Linked DNA regions of Mus musculus: region 2 is linked to region 1. Evidence: chromatin contacts called from public promoter capture Hi-C data. All regions are on one chromosome and are shown on one strand. Each heading gives the region's core, a stretch centred on a gene start, on an enhancer-like site or on the middle of the called end of the contact. The rest is flanking DNA. Distances are from core to core; before and after follow the strand shown.

Region 1 (6,658 bases), core at 2,735-5,234:
CCACCATGCCCGACTGGTCCTGAGCCTTTTGTATGCTAGATAAGCACTCTTAACATGGAGCGGCATCCACAGCCCCACAAGATAATGCCTGTGTATACTGTAGGTATATACTGAATGTCCATATGTATGTTTCCTCTAACTGCCGTTGCTGGGAAGTGACCCCTTTTATGTTGTTGATGTTTTCATGAAACAGAGTCTCATAGCCCAGCCTGGCTTTCAGCTCAATATGTAGACAAGAATGACTGTAATGTACATTATATTGGTAAATTGTCATGTTCTGTTTTTTAAATACAATCTTAAAATATATGGTTGTTTTTGTTTTTGGTTTTTTTTGTTTTTGTTTTTGTTTTTTCGAGACAGGGTTTCTCTGTATAGTCCTGGTTGTCCTGGAACTCACTTTGTAGACCAGGCTGGCCTCGAACTCAGAAATCTGCCTGCCTCTGCCTCCCGAGTGCTGGGATTAAAGGTGTGAGCCACCACCGCCCGACATTTTTTTCCGTTTTAAAAATTATCTTTACTTATTTATTTGCTTCTAGGGAGGCATGTGTGGAGGGCAGAGGACTGCATCCTGGAGAGCTCTCTCCTTGCATTATGTAGGTTGGGGATTTAACTTAGGTTGTCAGGCTCAGCAACAAACATCTTAAAACAATTATCTTGCTGACCTCTTAGGGCTATTTGAATTCACTTAGAAGAACAGTCAAGTGGCTGGAGAGATGGCTCAGAGTTTAAGAGCACTGGCTGCTCTTCCAGAGGTCCAAATTTCAATTCCTAGCAATTACATGGTGTGGCTCATGAACATCTATAATGATATGTGGTGCCCTCTTCTGGCCTGCAGGCACACATTCAGGCAGAACACTGCATAATAAATAAGATCTTAAGAACATACATATACCCTACCCCATATTTACTTATGTTGGGTTTCAGACCCAGGACAAGGGGCTGGGATGCCTTAATAGGCAAAGAGGCAAAGAGGACCTGGCCTCCAAGTTCTTCCAGCATCCCTCAATCCCTACCTATTTAGGACATGGCTGGCACACCCCACATTCTTACCTGAACTTTCCAACCCCAGGGGCTAGGCTTCCTCTCCCCAAGAAGCTCTTCACTATATAATCCAGACATTTTGGCGCCCTCTCCTTTGTCTCCCTGCCTCGCACGATAACTTCCCTGGCCTCATTCCTTGGGACTGGTGAACCCACTGGAAAGCTGCCCCAGTAAACCGGCCTTTATACTTTTTAATTCTGTATGAATTGGCGTATTTCGTCCGCAGAGATAACAATTTATATTTTGGTTTTATTGAGACAGACCTATGAAGCCCAGTCCGGCCTCAAACTTCCTATGAAGCTGAGGCTGACCTTGAATTTCTGATTATTCTGCCTCCTCTTCCTAAGTGTGGGGTCAGGGGTTTGTGCACGGTAGGCAAGCATTCTACCAAGCAGCCTGGACCCCAGCTCCTCACTGGGTTTTCTAGCTCAGCACACTGCATTTATGGCTAGGTCTATCCTGTACATTCCAGGATGCTTAGCAGTATCTCTGGCCTCCATCTACAAAATACTAGTAGTGTTCCCTGCCCCACCACAGCTTCCAGTACCTCTAGACATGAACAACTGTACCCTAGAAAACAGAACTGTCCCCAGGTTGAGAACCACAGATTTACATAAATTTACTTACTTAGGAAAATGGGAATAGGCAATATTAAAAATGTAAGACTAGCCGGGCGTGGTGGTGCACGCCTTTAATCCCACCACTCGGGAGGCAGAGGCAGGTGGATTTCTGAGTTCGAGGCCAGCCTGGTCTACAACATGAGTTCCAGGACAGCCAGGGCTATACAGAGAAACCTTGTCTTGAAAAACCAAAAAAAAAAAAAAAAAAAAGTAAGACCAGCATTAAATACTGGAATCACAAACATAAATACCAGGACAACTGGGTGTGTGGCTTTCCTTGCTCAAAGGATTATTGGCAAATTGGCTTAGCAGGTAAATACTTAGTATGATGGCCTGAATTTGATAGTGTGAACTTACATGGTGGTAGGAGAGGATCAACTCCCACAAGTTTCTCCTACCTCCACAGGTGCTCTAGGGTTCTAGGGCCTATCGTGTGTGTGCCGCTACCTTCCACTAAATAAATATAAAATATAAAATAGAACAACGAACCCATAAATGAATGATTGGAGTCGGCCATGGATGCATACGTAGTCACAGGGCTTAGGAAGCTGTGGCAGGAGGATGATGAGTTTGAGGGTAGCATAAGATAAAGAGGGTTACTCTGTTTTAGAAACCCAGCAGGGGGGTGGGGAGGTAGGAGAGGAGAGGAGACAAAGCTCTTCCCCAAATGCTCCATGAGCAGTTTCCTGTTTGCCAGAGTGACAAAGTATAACAGATAAAAACAACACACAGAAGTCAGAATTCCAAAATGAGTCTTTACTAAGATGAAGACAGTGTGTGTTACTAGGGAAACGAATACAGATGCAAGGTGGTGTCTTCTAACCACCTGGCCTACTGACTTCAGCTTCTCCTTGTCTTATAGCTTTTTTTTTTTTTTTTGGTTTTTCGAGACAGTGTTTCTCGGTGTAGCCCTGGCTGTCCTGGCTGTCCTGGAACTCACTTTGTAGACCAGGCTGGCCTCGAACTCAGAAATCCGACTGCCTCTGCCTCCCAAGTGCTGGGATTAAAGGCGTGCACCACCACGCCCAGCATCTTATAGCTTTCAAAATGCTTTTTGTGTGTGTGTGATTTTTATTTTTATTTTAGAAAAGTTATTTATTTAATGCATGAGTGCTCTGTTGCATATACCTCAGCCTGCCTGAAGAGGCATCAGATCCCCCTATAGATGGTTGTGAGCCACCATGTGGTTGCTGGGAATTGAACTCATGACTTCTGGAAGAGCAGCCAGTGCTCTTAGCCATTAAGCCATCTCACCAGCCCTTATTTTATTTTATTTTAAGTTGGTGTGTATTTTTCTTGAATGTATGGATACCATATGCCTGCTTGATGCTCATAGAGGTATCATAAGTTGATAATGGATTCCTGTAACTGGAGTTATGAATGGTTGTGATCCACCATGAAGGTGTTGGAAAACATACCCATGCCCTCTGGAAAAGCAGCCAGTGCTTTTAACCACTGAGCCATCTCTTTAGGCCCAGCTCTCAATATTCTTAGCCAGTCTGGGCTATATGAGATCTTGTTTCAAAACAACAAAATCAGATGAAGGTAAAAATTATAGGATAGATGGAGGATGTTATGAAAACCAACAAAAGGCAGTTGGCTTGACCAGGTCATTCTATCCAAGACCAGGAGAATAGGTTTCACACCACGGGGCGAGGGTTGGTTCTTCTTCATGCAGGATGCACATATAGTTACCGAGTGAACTTTGATACTCAGTGGTCAATTCCACTTCTAGAGCCAGGATTTCACTAGCCTGGAGGGTGGCACACTCACTGGGACATTTTAGGGCTTTTCAATAGTCTTTCAACATGGGCTGGAGTGATGGCTCAGTGATTAAGAGCACTGACTGCTTTCAATTCTCAGCAACCACAAAGTGGCTCACAACCATCTGTAGTGGGATCTGATGCCCTCTTCTGGTGTGTCTGAAGACAGTGCAATGTACTCACACACATAAAATAAATAATTTTTTTTTTTTTTTTGAGTTTTTCGAGACAGGGTTTCTCTGTGTAGCCCTGGCTGTCCTGGAACTCACTCTGTAGACCAGGCTGGCCTCGAAATCAGAAATCCACCTGCCTCTGCCTCCCAAGTGCTCAAGTGCTGGGATTAAAGGAATGTGCCACCACTGCCTGGCAAAATAAATAAATCTTAAAAAAGAAAAAAAAAGTCTTTCAACGTTAACTTGAGCTTGGTGGGAGAGTGGTAGACCGTTTCTGCGGTTACTATCTCCTTACTAAGGAAGGTTAATAGCCCACTGGGGAGTGGGGGTGGGAGGTGCGTCTAACTCTGTTGCCATAACACAGGAGGGATGTAATAGTACTACGTTTCCCACGAGGCCTTGCGCTGTGCCCCTACCCCGCTTTTGGTCCCGTCCCAACACTTAAGAGACGGAGGGGAAAAGGATGTGTCCGCTTCTGGTTTCGAGCTGGAAGCCACCGATGAGAACGAGACATTCTGCCTAGTCCTGCAGCTCTGGTCTCCAAGACGGAGTCCTTCAGGCCCTTAATGGTGCTGCCATTCCTTCCCGGACCGTAAGATTAGGGAAGAGATAAGAAACAGCACACTTCCGGTTCCTGCCTTTCCCTACAGTTCTGCAGCGTTTTCTCTTTGCCTATCTAGTTCCGTGCAGATCTGACGCCTTCCTGGATCCTATAGTGGCTGGGAGACTGAAACTCATGAAGGGAGCCCAACCTATTACCAGTCATGGTAGTCTAAGGCTCTTAGAGCCGAGCACACTTCTTGGCGTACGCCGGGACATTACCCACTTTCCAGGCCTTTGTAACTTGCTGTTTCCCTTTCCAGTCGGCTTAAGGCATTTTCTGTCTGCTTCAATGTCCTCACCTCAAAGAGGCTGGAGGAACCTATTGCCTCCCTCCCTGAAAGTTCTAGAGCTAGTCTCAGGAACATGTCCTTCAGGTCATTTCTTTCTTAAATGTTTCTTGGCTGCTTTTCCCATAAGGGTAGCGTCTGACACTGTAGCTCCAAGTGTCCATTGAGAGACAATGAAGACACACACACATGTGCAGAAGGGACTCGCGCCTGCACAAAAAGGACAGCCGTATCCTGTCCTACATAGCCCCCATAGCCAGCCTAGGCTGAAGCTTGGGAACAGTCAGTAGGGGTGAAGATGGCCCGTGACCAGACAGGTGGGGTAGCCTTGGACTAGGCAATTTTGTGTAAACCACCAACCTATTGTGGTGCTTCTGCTCTACAGATAGACTCAAGGGCTTGATAGCAGGTTTCCTTCCGTGCTTGCCTGCAGCTAATTTTCAAGCCCTGTGTAAAAACAGCTACAGACCAGCGCCCCCTAGTGTTATCACCCTTTGTGAAAAGTTGGGTCTTCACCTTACTGCTAGAGCTCCTGTAGGTCTAAATGTATGGATTCCTCAGCCCACAGGGGCAGGTGGCATTGTATGGAACAGGCAATCTTAGGTATTGAGATTTCTCAGTCCTCCAATGTAGCCTGTGTTACAGCTCTTGGTGCTGGGTCTGACAGCCTTGGAACTAAAGGCTTCATAGCTGTTATAGAGATCAGAGCCCAGTAGGTGCCAGTGAGTCTGGCTTGACCTTCTGTGAAAAGGAGATCCGTGAGTCTGAACTTTGTGTTTACACATTGTTTCCAAACTGCCTCATGGCACAGCTGCACCACAGATACAGGAATCTGCAGCCCTACAAACTGGGGAAGGTTCTTAGTCCTATCTAAATACTCTTCATCTGGCACCTCTGGAACAGCCCTATGTTTGGCCTGCCTGCAATGTGAACCTTTGCTTGGAGGACTCCCTCCACTGGCAACACAGAAGGAAATGCAGATGTTGGAGAAGCCCAATTGGTATGCAGTCCCTGCCCATGTGGTAGGATTTTATTACTTTTTATTGAAATATTCCAATCTGCAGTTATCCTGGGGGTGGGAGTGGGGTCTGTTTGTGTAGTCAATGAGGTGAAGCCACAAGAGGAGACATGGAAGGCTCAGGAAAACAAAATGTATTAAGCTAATGGATGTAAATATAGTAGCTCACGTATATTCATGACTGAAAAGAAAACCTTGTGAAGTCAGGAGGCCCAGGAGCCAGGGGATTGTCTTTCTGAGGGAAAGGAAAGCAAAGTTAACAGGTTGAGTTTAGGACTGGCAGAGTGCTGGCATCCTCTAAATCCGTGGTACCCAGGGCTACAGGCCCTGAGGCAAGGAAGGCTCAGTATAGCAATGTTTTGTTTTGACCACTGAAGCTGGACTTACATGGGCACAGGGGCTCTTCCATAAATGTCTCTATGAAGGAAACGTGGGGTGGAGGACAGTGACTACCTAAGGGAGGTATTGGTCACACTCACCCTAGAGATATTGGGAAGGGTTAGCTGTGCACTGTGTCCACAGCATAAGATACTTTGGGAGCATTGGCCTATGCATTGTTTAAGAAGTGTAAGCACAATGACATGGTAAAGAGGTTTAAGATAGTTAATAATGGGGTACCCCAGAAGCAAGAGTGTGTCAGGCAAAATAAGGCCAGGTCAAAGTGTTTAGGGAAGCTTTTCAAGGACATCTGAGACATCATAGAGGAAAGAAGGCACACAGGTGGGGGATGTATGGCTGACATGTGGAAGGTGAAGGCTACAAGGAGTGGAAGAGGCAAGAGGAAGCCAGGTCTGGAGCAAACATAAGACAACAGACAAGGAGTGTAGTTTGCCCAACAGGCAGACCAGTACTTTGAAATCACTTTCACACACTGTGCTCAAAGACAGATGACAACATTCCTTTGACAACATTTCAGGATACCTAGAGTAATTGCTTGGACCAAAATGACATATATCCTGACATGCTTGTTTGTTGAAGAGGTGACTCACTGACAACATATTGTGTCATGGAATGATTCACTGTGATCTGGGTAGCAGAAAGAGATGCGCCAGGAAGAAAGTGGGTGGGGATGGAATGAAGGCAGGAAGAGGTGAGAAAGGAGAGCCCTGATAAAAATCCAGTGGGAGGCCCAAGGTGAGCTCACAGGAGGTGA
Region 2 (6,658 bases), core at 2,672-5,171, 6.5 Mb after region 1:
GCAGCCCCAATTAAATGCTTCCCTTTATAAGAGTGACAATGACCATGGTATCTCTTCACAGCAATAAAACCTTAACAAGGACACTGTTCTTCTTAAACTGCCACTTTCCCATTTTCATATAATTCAGCAAACATTTACTTATCATACCTAGAGAACAGCACTACATTGGATTTTGACTACGTTGCCAGGTGGGGACATTTTTAACCAGCTCTGAAACATTTTATCACTAACAGGTTTCCTTTATTGTATCAGTTCTCAACCTGCAGGTCATGACCCTTTTGGGGGTCCAACAACCGTGTCACAGGGGTCACCTAAGACAATTGGAAACACAGAGATTTACATTATGATTCATAACTATAGCAAAATTACAGTTATAAATTAGCAATGAACATCATTTTATGGTTGGGGGGTCACCACAACATGAGGAACTGTACTAAAGGGCTGCAGCACTAGGAAGGCTAGGAACCCCTGCTTTAAAGTATGTTGATCTGGTAAGTGTGAATCATTCAACAGGTATAAAGAAAAAGTTAGAACCCAATAACTGAGCTCTGCTTATAATGATGCAAACCAATATGCTTTTATTCAGTGACAACCTATGATGCTCTTCTTGATCATTAATGAGACTCCCCACCCCCTTTTCTACATCTCCCAAGAAATGGTTTGAGCTTTTTTTTTTAATAGAAGACTTCTATCCTTTAAAAAAAAAAAAAGAAGAAGATGATGAAGAGGCCAGAAGAGTGCATCAGAACTGGAGTGACAAATGGCTGTGAGCCACCAAGAGAGAAATCAAACTCTGGTCCTTTGCAAGAGCAGCAAGTGCTCTTAACCACTGAGCTATCTCTGACAGAGCTTGCCTTCACTGTAACATGGAGGGTGCTTTTCCTTTAAGGTTTTATGGACTTGGAAACCATTTAGATTGCAGCTTATTCTCTTTTTGGGGGAAGGTGGCAGCTCAGAAACAACTTCATGCATTGCTTTCTGACTGGTCTCTTGTATCTGGAGCCTCCTGAAGGAAGTACGTCACTTGGCGAGTAGACTTAGTCTTTCAAAGGGGAACAGACATTGCCAAATTCCTAAGCACAAGCCTTTATTTCAGCAGGGAAAGAGAGAACACTGAATGCTGACATGATCAATGGGGACATGGCTTTAACCAACTTGATTTTGTCACTTACATTTATTCTTGGTTCTTCATTTGTATGACTTCAACTAGAGAGCATACAACTGATGAAGGAGAAGTTGTGGAGATCGAGTTACAAAAATACAACTCAGAAACACACCAACACAACACACACACACACACCAAGAGACTGAACCCAACTGACTAGGTATTCAATGGAAACCTAAAAATATAGCTGAGAATTCCCTCCCACTAGATTTGCAGGTTGAAAACAACCTACCAACCCCTCGATGTTTCCCCTCAGCCAGACCCATTCATTAAGGTACGTTGTATATTTAAAATATAATAATTTTTAAAAATTATCTTATTTTATATGTATATCTCATTTTATGTATGAAACCTCTGGAAAAGCTTTTCACAAATCAAACAACCAGTATGTAATGAGAAATAGTCACCAAGCTAAGTCTGCCAGACTCCAGTCCTCTTCATTCAAGTAGACACTACAAAATATGCCTCCCCGTGAAACTAACGGGTCGGGATGTGAAGAGGTGAGTTCATGCCGAAGCCACGTTCCCCCAAAGCTCCAACAGTAGCCCTGTGGTTTCAGAGAAGTGTCGTGAGACCCAGGTCTCGGTTCGCCTTACAGCAAATGGGCTGTGATGAGGTCCCTTGTTACCCGCTCTGACTCATTCCTTTCATTATGAAGGGGGAGCAAAGCTGAATTAATTCTAAAGTTTTTAAATTCTTTCTTTATTTTATGGTATAGGTGTGTGTTCCTGAATGTGTGTTATGTGCACCACGTGCATGCAGAAGCCCAAGGATGTCTGAAGAGAGCATTGGATCTCCTGGAAGTGAAGTTACAGATGGTGGTAAGCCACCCTGTGGGTGCTGGGTATTGAACCCAGATCCTCTACAAGAGCAGCAAGTGCCCTTAACTGCTGACACATCTACTCAGCCCCTGATTCTGACTTCTTTATTATAAATTCCATGGCCTTTCCAAAAGATTATTATAATAAAAATGAACACTTAACTGAATTTATACGTGGCAGGGACGGCACCTAGTATGTGTGAGCTCATTTAATCCTTACAAAAATCTTATGAAGAATATATTAGAATTCTCCATTTAACCTGAGAACTAAGATTCATTGTCTTAGTTAGGGTTTTACTGCTGTGAACAGACACCATGACCAAGGCAAGTCTTATAACATTTAATTGGGGCTGGCTTACAGGTTCATAGGTTCAGTCAAATATCACCAAAGCAGGAACATGGCAGCATCCAAGTAGGCATGGTACAGGAGGAGCTGGGAGTTCTACATCATCATCTGAAGGCTGCTAGCAGAATACTGGCTTCCAGGAAGCTGGGGTGACACACTTCAAGCCACAGTAACACACATACTCCAACAAGGCCACACCTACTCTAACAGGGCCACACCAATAGTGCCACTCCCTGGGCCAAGCATATCAAACCACCAGATATAAAAAACAAAAACTCCTGGAGTGGAAGTTTGAAGACAGAACTCTTGATGTTACTTAACCATCTGGCACAGCTGTCAAAGGGTGTTAACAATCTCTACCTTGTACAGACCCTGCGGGGAGTTCATGACAGCAAGAAGAGTGGATGCTGCAGTCATCACTTGCTGACTCTGAATCCTGCCTCTTCTACTTCCTGGTGATTATTTGTCCCCTTTGTGCTTCAAAGTCCTCATCTGTTTAAAAAAAAAAAAAAAAGACTAAGTATTTCCTAATTTCACACTCTTCTATTAATACTCCCCAAAGGTCTTAGAGACCCAGCCTGTGTCTGTCACATAATAAGCACTCAATAAACATTAGCTGTTGTACCTCTGTCCAGGGAAGCAAGCATAGTGTGCTGGAATGAATGGAACACTCTAAGTGGCTCAGAGGACTGTGAACAGCAATTCTTCTCCCCTCCCTCTTTGTCACTAGGATGGGCGGTGAGAGAAAGGAAGCAAGGGAAAGGTGAATACATTCTTGCACAGAATCAAAGCTTGGAATCCCCTGACATTTCTAAATAGAGCTGTGAGCCTCCTCTCCAACCCAAAGTCTTAGTCTATCGAGACAGGACAAGGACCTGACAGGTGAAAAACGAAATGCTGGTATGCAGCACCCTAAAGGAATGTAGCAGAGCCCGGTTAAGTAGCTCTGGGCAAGTCAAGGTCCCTCCTGAACTTGGATCCATAGTATAAATCAGTGGCTTCCAAATCTTCAGACGAGTTTACCAGCACTGGAGACCACCGACACCCTCTAGACTTGGCACTGCAAATTACATCTTCCTCAAATCTCGACTTTTTGCTATTTTAGCCAGACCCAAACTATCTGTCATTTTTACCTAAGTAGTGATTGCTTCTAGAAGAGTCCTGAGCTCTATCTCTTCCAGAAAGGTCAAGCAAGAAATACTTCAGCTGCCTGCACACTGTCTCTGGATTCTGGAGTTTGACACCTGAAGCCACGCATCTGATAGTGAAAGAGTATCGCCTCAACCGCTTTCAAGTGTTTCACTCATTCCAGTACACACAACCATCCCTCTGCTGGGACTTGAAAGCAAGCCGGGTGGCACATGCCCCTTCCACCATGCATCCCGTTTCACACTTCCCCGCAGCCTCCTTCCAGACAGACCCACATCCCCACATTCACACAAAACACATGTGTCAGTTCCACGGATGCCAGACCACACTTGCGCCGACCAGGACACCAATCTTGGCAGTTTACCCAGGTCTAACTTCCATCCCACATCCACCAAGACTGGGCTGAAGTATCAGTGACTTCCGGTTTATACCGGAGGTGGGCGAGTGATCCCTCGCAATGGCACTTGGGAAATGTAGTCCTCGCTCGGCGAATCTAGATCAAGGTTTTCACAAGAGAATGACAAGAAGCCTCTTCAGTAGGTCAATTGGTCGCCACTCTTTCCCTAGTTGATGTCCCCCGTTTTAGAATACAGTCAATAGAAACCACACAGCCTCGTGTCTGAGTCTAGAAGAAGGGCGGACCATAGAACACCGGCTCAGAGGTGACTATCAGCTTGCGAAGATGAGGCCTGGATATAATTAAAATGAGAAGCTTTAAAGCCAAGGAGGCGGCTGTGGCTTCTGCAGTAGAAGACAGCTGAGGGCAGTGAGTGAGATTTAGAAGGCATCGGGGACACAGAGTAAAAGATAGGAGGAAAATACTTGATTATGATTTGTGTACTTGTGATTTCAATGCGTAACCCATTTCATGCTTTAGCTTCCTGACATAACCCACCCTAATCCCCAGGTCTACGAGGCTGAACATCCCAAGACTACACATCTTCACCCTATTCGGGGCTTTATTTTCGGTGACAAAAGTGTTTGACACATAGGAGCTTCAGAACAGATGATGACCCACCTGTCTCTTATGCTCCAGGCAGATGTTCACATAATTAAAGCATACTCTTAAAGTCACTACTAGCTGGGCATGGAAGCACAAACCTTTAATCCCAGCAATCAGGAGACAAAATTAGGCAGGCTGATCTCTGAGTTTCAGGTGAGCCTGGTCCACATAGTGTGAGTTCCAGGACAACCAGGGCTATGTAGAGATTCTGTCTCAAAAAAGAAACAAATATACAAACAAAAGTCATTACTACTATTAATGTAAAGTTGTTTAAATTCATAGAAACACCTCCAGTGTTGTTAATTTTCTTGTTACTTGGCAAAGATGTTGGATGTGGAAATTTGAGCCTCCAGATGGCAGCTCCCCTCTCCCTCTCCTCCCCCTCCCTCTCTTGCTGCCTGACTACTTTAAGCAAAAGGACTGTCAGTCAAAACAGCCAAATAGACTACCTTTATGTAAACATGGGCATACCTTGAGTGTGCAACTATAGTAGCTGACTTTCCCCTAAAAGCGCAGACACACCAGGGATGTTCTGAACAGTCCATGTACCATAAGCCCCAGTAAACTCCAAACTTCAGCTTCTTAAGCTGCCTAGCTGACCATAAACACTGAAGAAGATGCAAACAACAGTAAGCTTCTGAATGTACAACTAAAAATTCAGATTTCAACATGTATGAGGTCTTTCTGGTAGCAATCTCCCATGTCGCATTACACAGTTCCATTGCAGCCTTGGCTCTGAATACCTAACGTGTACTTTGTTCTATGGATGCTGCTACACCACACGGTGCCAACATCAACTGAGACTTGAGATGTGTATGCTATGAACTGCAGTGTCTATACTACAGATACAAGGCTTGCTGTTCTCACAGTAACAAAGTGAAAGGAGACTGAACTTTTGCCTCCTGTCATTCATTAGCATGTATTAAATAAGAATATCTTTAGATTAAATTAGCATATTTAATTTTTTTAAATTCCTGTGCTGAGTTGCTCTCCTGAGGATCTAGTGCTCTCCTGGCCTCTGAGGGTACACAACACAAATACACGTGGTTCTCTCCCCCCCCCCTCTCTCTCTCTCTCACACACACACACACACACACACACACACACGCCTCTGAGGGTACACAAATACACGTGGTTCTCTCCCTCTCTCCCCCCCCCCTCTCTCACACACACACACACACACACACACACACACACACAAAACCATGCCTGGTGGTGCATACCTTTAATCACAGTACTTGGGAGGCAGAGACAGTGAATTCAAAGATAGCCTAGTCTACATAGCAAGTTCCAGGACAGCCAAGACTACAAAGAAAGACCCTGCCTCGAAATAAATCGATCAATAAACAAATAAACAGATCTTTCTAAAAAACTAATCCTTTATGTTTTTGCCTAATTGTTTCCTGAAGTTGGCCACATATCTTTCATGAGACTCTGTTTTTGGAAAGATAACTTATAAACATTTTAATAATACTTCTACATATACTTCTCTTTTATAGACTTTATTTCATTTAATATTTTCATCTCTTCATAAATTGATTTATAAGCTGTATTTTAAATATCTACTGTATGTGTTTGGGGTACGCATGTGATAGCACTTGTGTGAAGTTTGGAGGACTCTCCTGAATTAGTTCTCTCCTTCTACCACCTGAATTGCAAGGATTAAATTCGGGTCATCAGGATTGGCAAGAGGTACCTTTACCTGCTGAGTCATTGCATTGGCCTAATATTCTTGGGGGTTTTGTTGTTGTATGGCTTGTTTGGTTTAGTTTGTTTTTTGGTCAGGGCTTATTATTGCGGTGGGAGGGGTTAGAAACCTTTGTACACTCTCCTCTACTCTTCAGCTCTAAGTATTTGTGTCTCTATAGGGTCAGAAAGTCTCCAGTGCAGCTACTCAATTCTGCCACTGTAAACAACTAACCAAAGGGTTTGGTAAACCAGTGCCTGGGTGTGGCTCAATAAAACTCTATTTACAAAAACAGGACAACTGTTTTTGCACAGTTAAGCAAACATTCTCCATAAAGAGTCAGGTATTGTCTTTTTTTCCTCTCTGAGTCAAATGGTCTTCATCACAGGACAACTTTCCCTTTGTAGACAGAAGCACCACAAAAAGTATGTAAGTAAACTTGTGCCTTCATGCCAATACTTCACTGAGATGTAAATTTCACATAATTA

Evidence for each region. Promoter capture Hi-C pulls out the DNA fragments that hold promoters and counts their contacts.
Region 2: a promoter capture Hi-C map of hippocampal neurons shows a contact between it and region 1, with 3 times the contacts expected there. The contact joins two enhancer-like sites. A contact is called at or near these places in 5 of 39 promoter capture datasets (cranial neural crest, frontonasal cranial neural crest, hippocampal neurons and 2 more).

Annotation. Positions count from the first base shown.
Region 1 is chr7:12,907,912-12,914,569 of GRCm38.p6, reverse strand. It overlaps Zscan22 (zinc finger and SCAN domain containing 22), which reads right to left. Exons shown (of 3, transcript NM_001290436.1): 3 at 5,487-6,658. Among named protein-coding and RNA genes, the nearest start is that of Rps5, 11 kb to the left of the region's middle. Within about 2 kb of position 3,984, at least 302 of the 459 cell types and tissues checked have an H3K27ac peak or open chromatin away from gene starts, as enhancers often do. A contact at or near this core is called in hippocampal neurons and second pharyngeal arch cranial neural crest, where this site is marked.
Region 2 is chr7:6,395,949-6,402,606 of GRCm38.p6, reverse strand. Zfp28 (zinc finger protein 28) reads right to left here. Exons shown (of 7, transcript NM_175247.3): 7 at 5,970-6,658. Among named protein-coding and RNA genes, the nearest start is that of Smim17, 16 kb to the left of the region's middle. Within about 2 kb of position 3,921, at least 170 of the 459 cell types and tissues checked have an H3K27ac peak or open chromatin away from gene starts, as enhancers often do. A contact at or near this core is called in hippocampal neurons and second pharyngeal arch cranial neural crest, where this site is marked.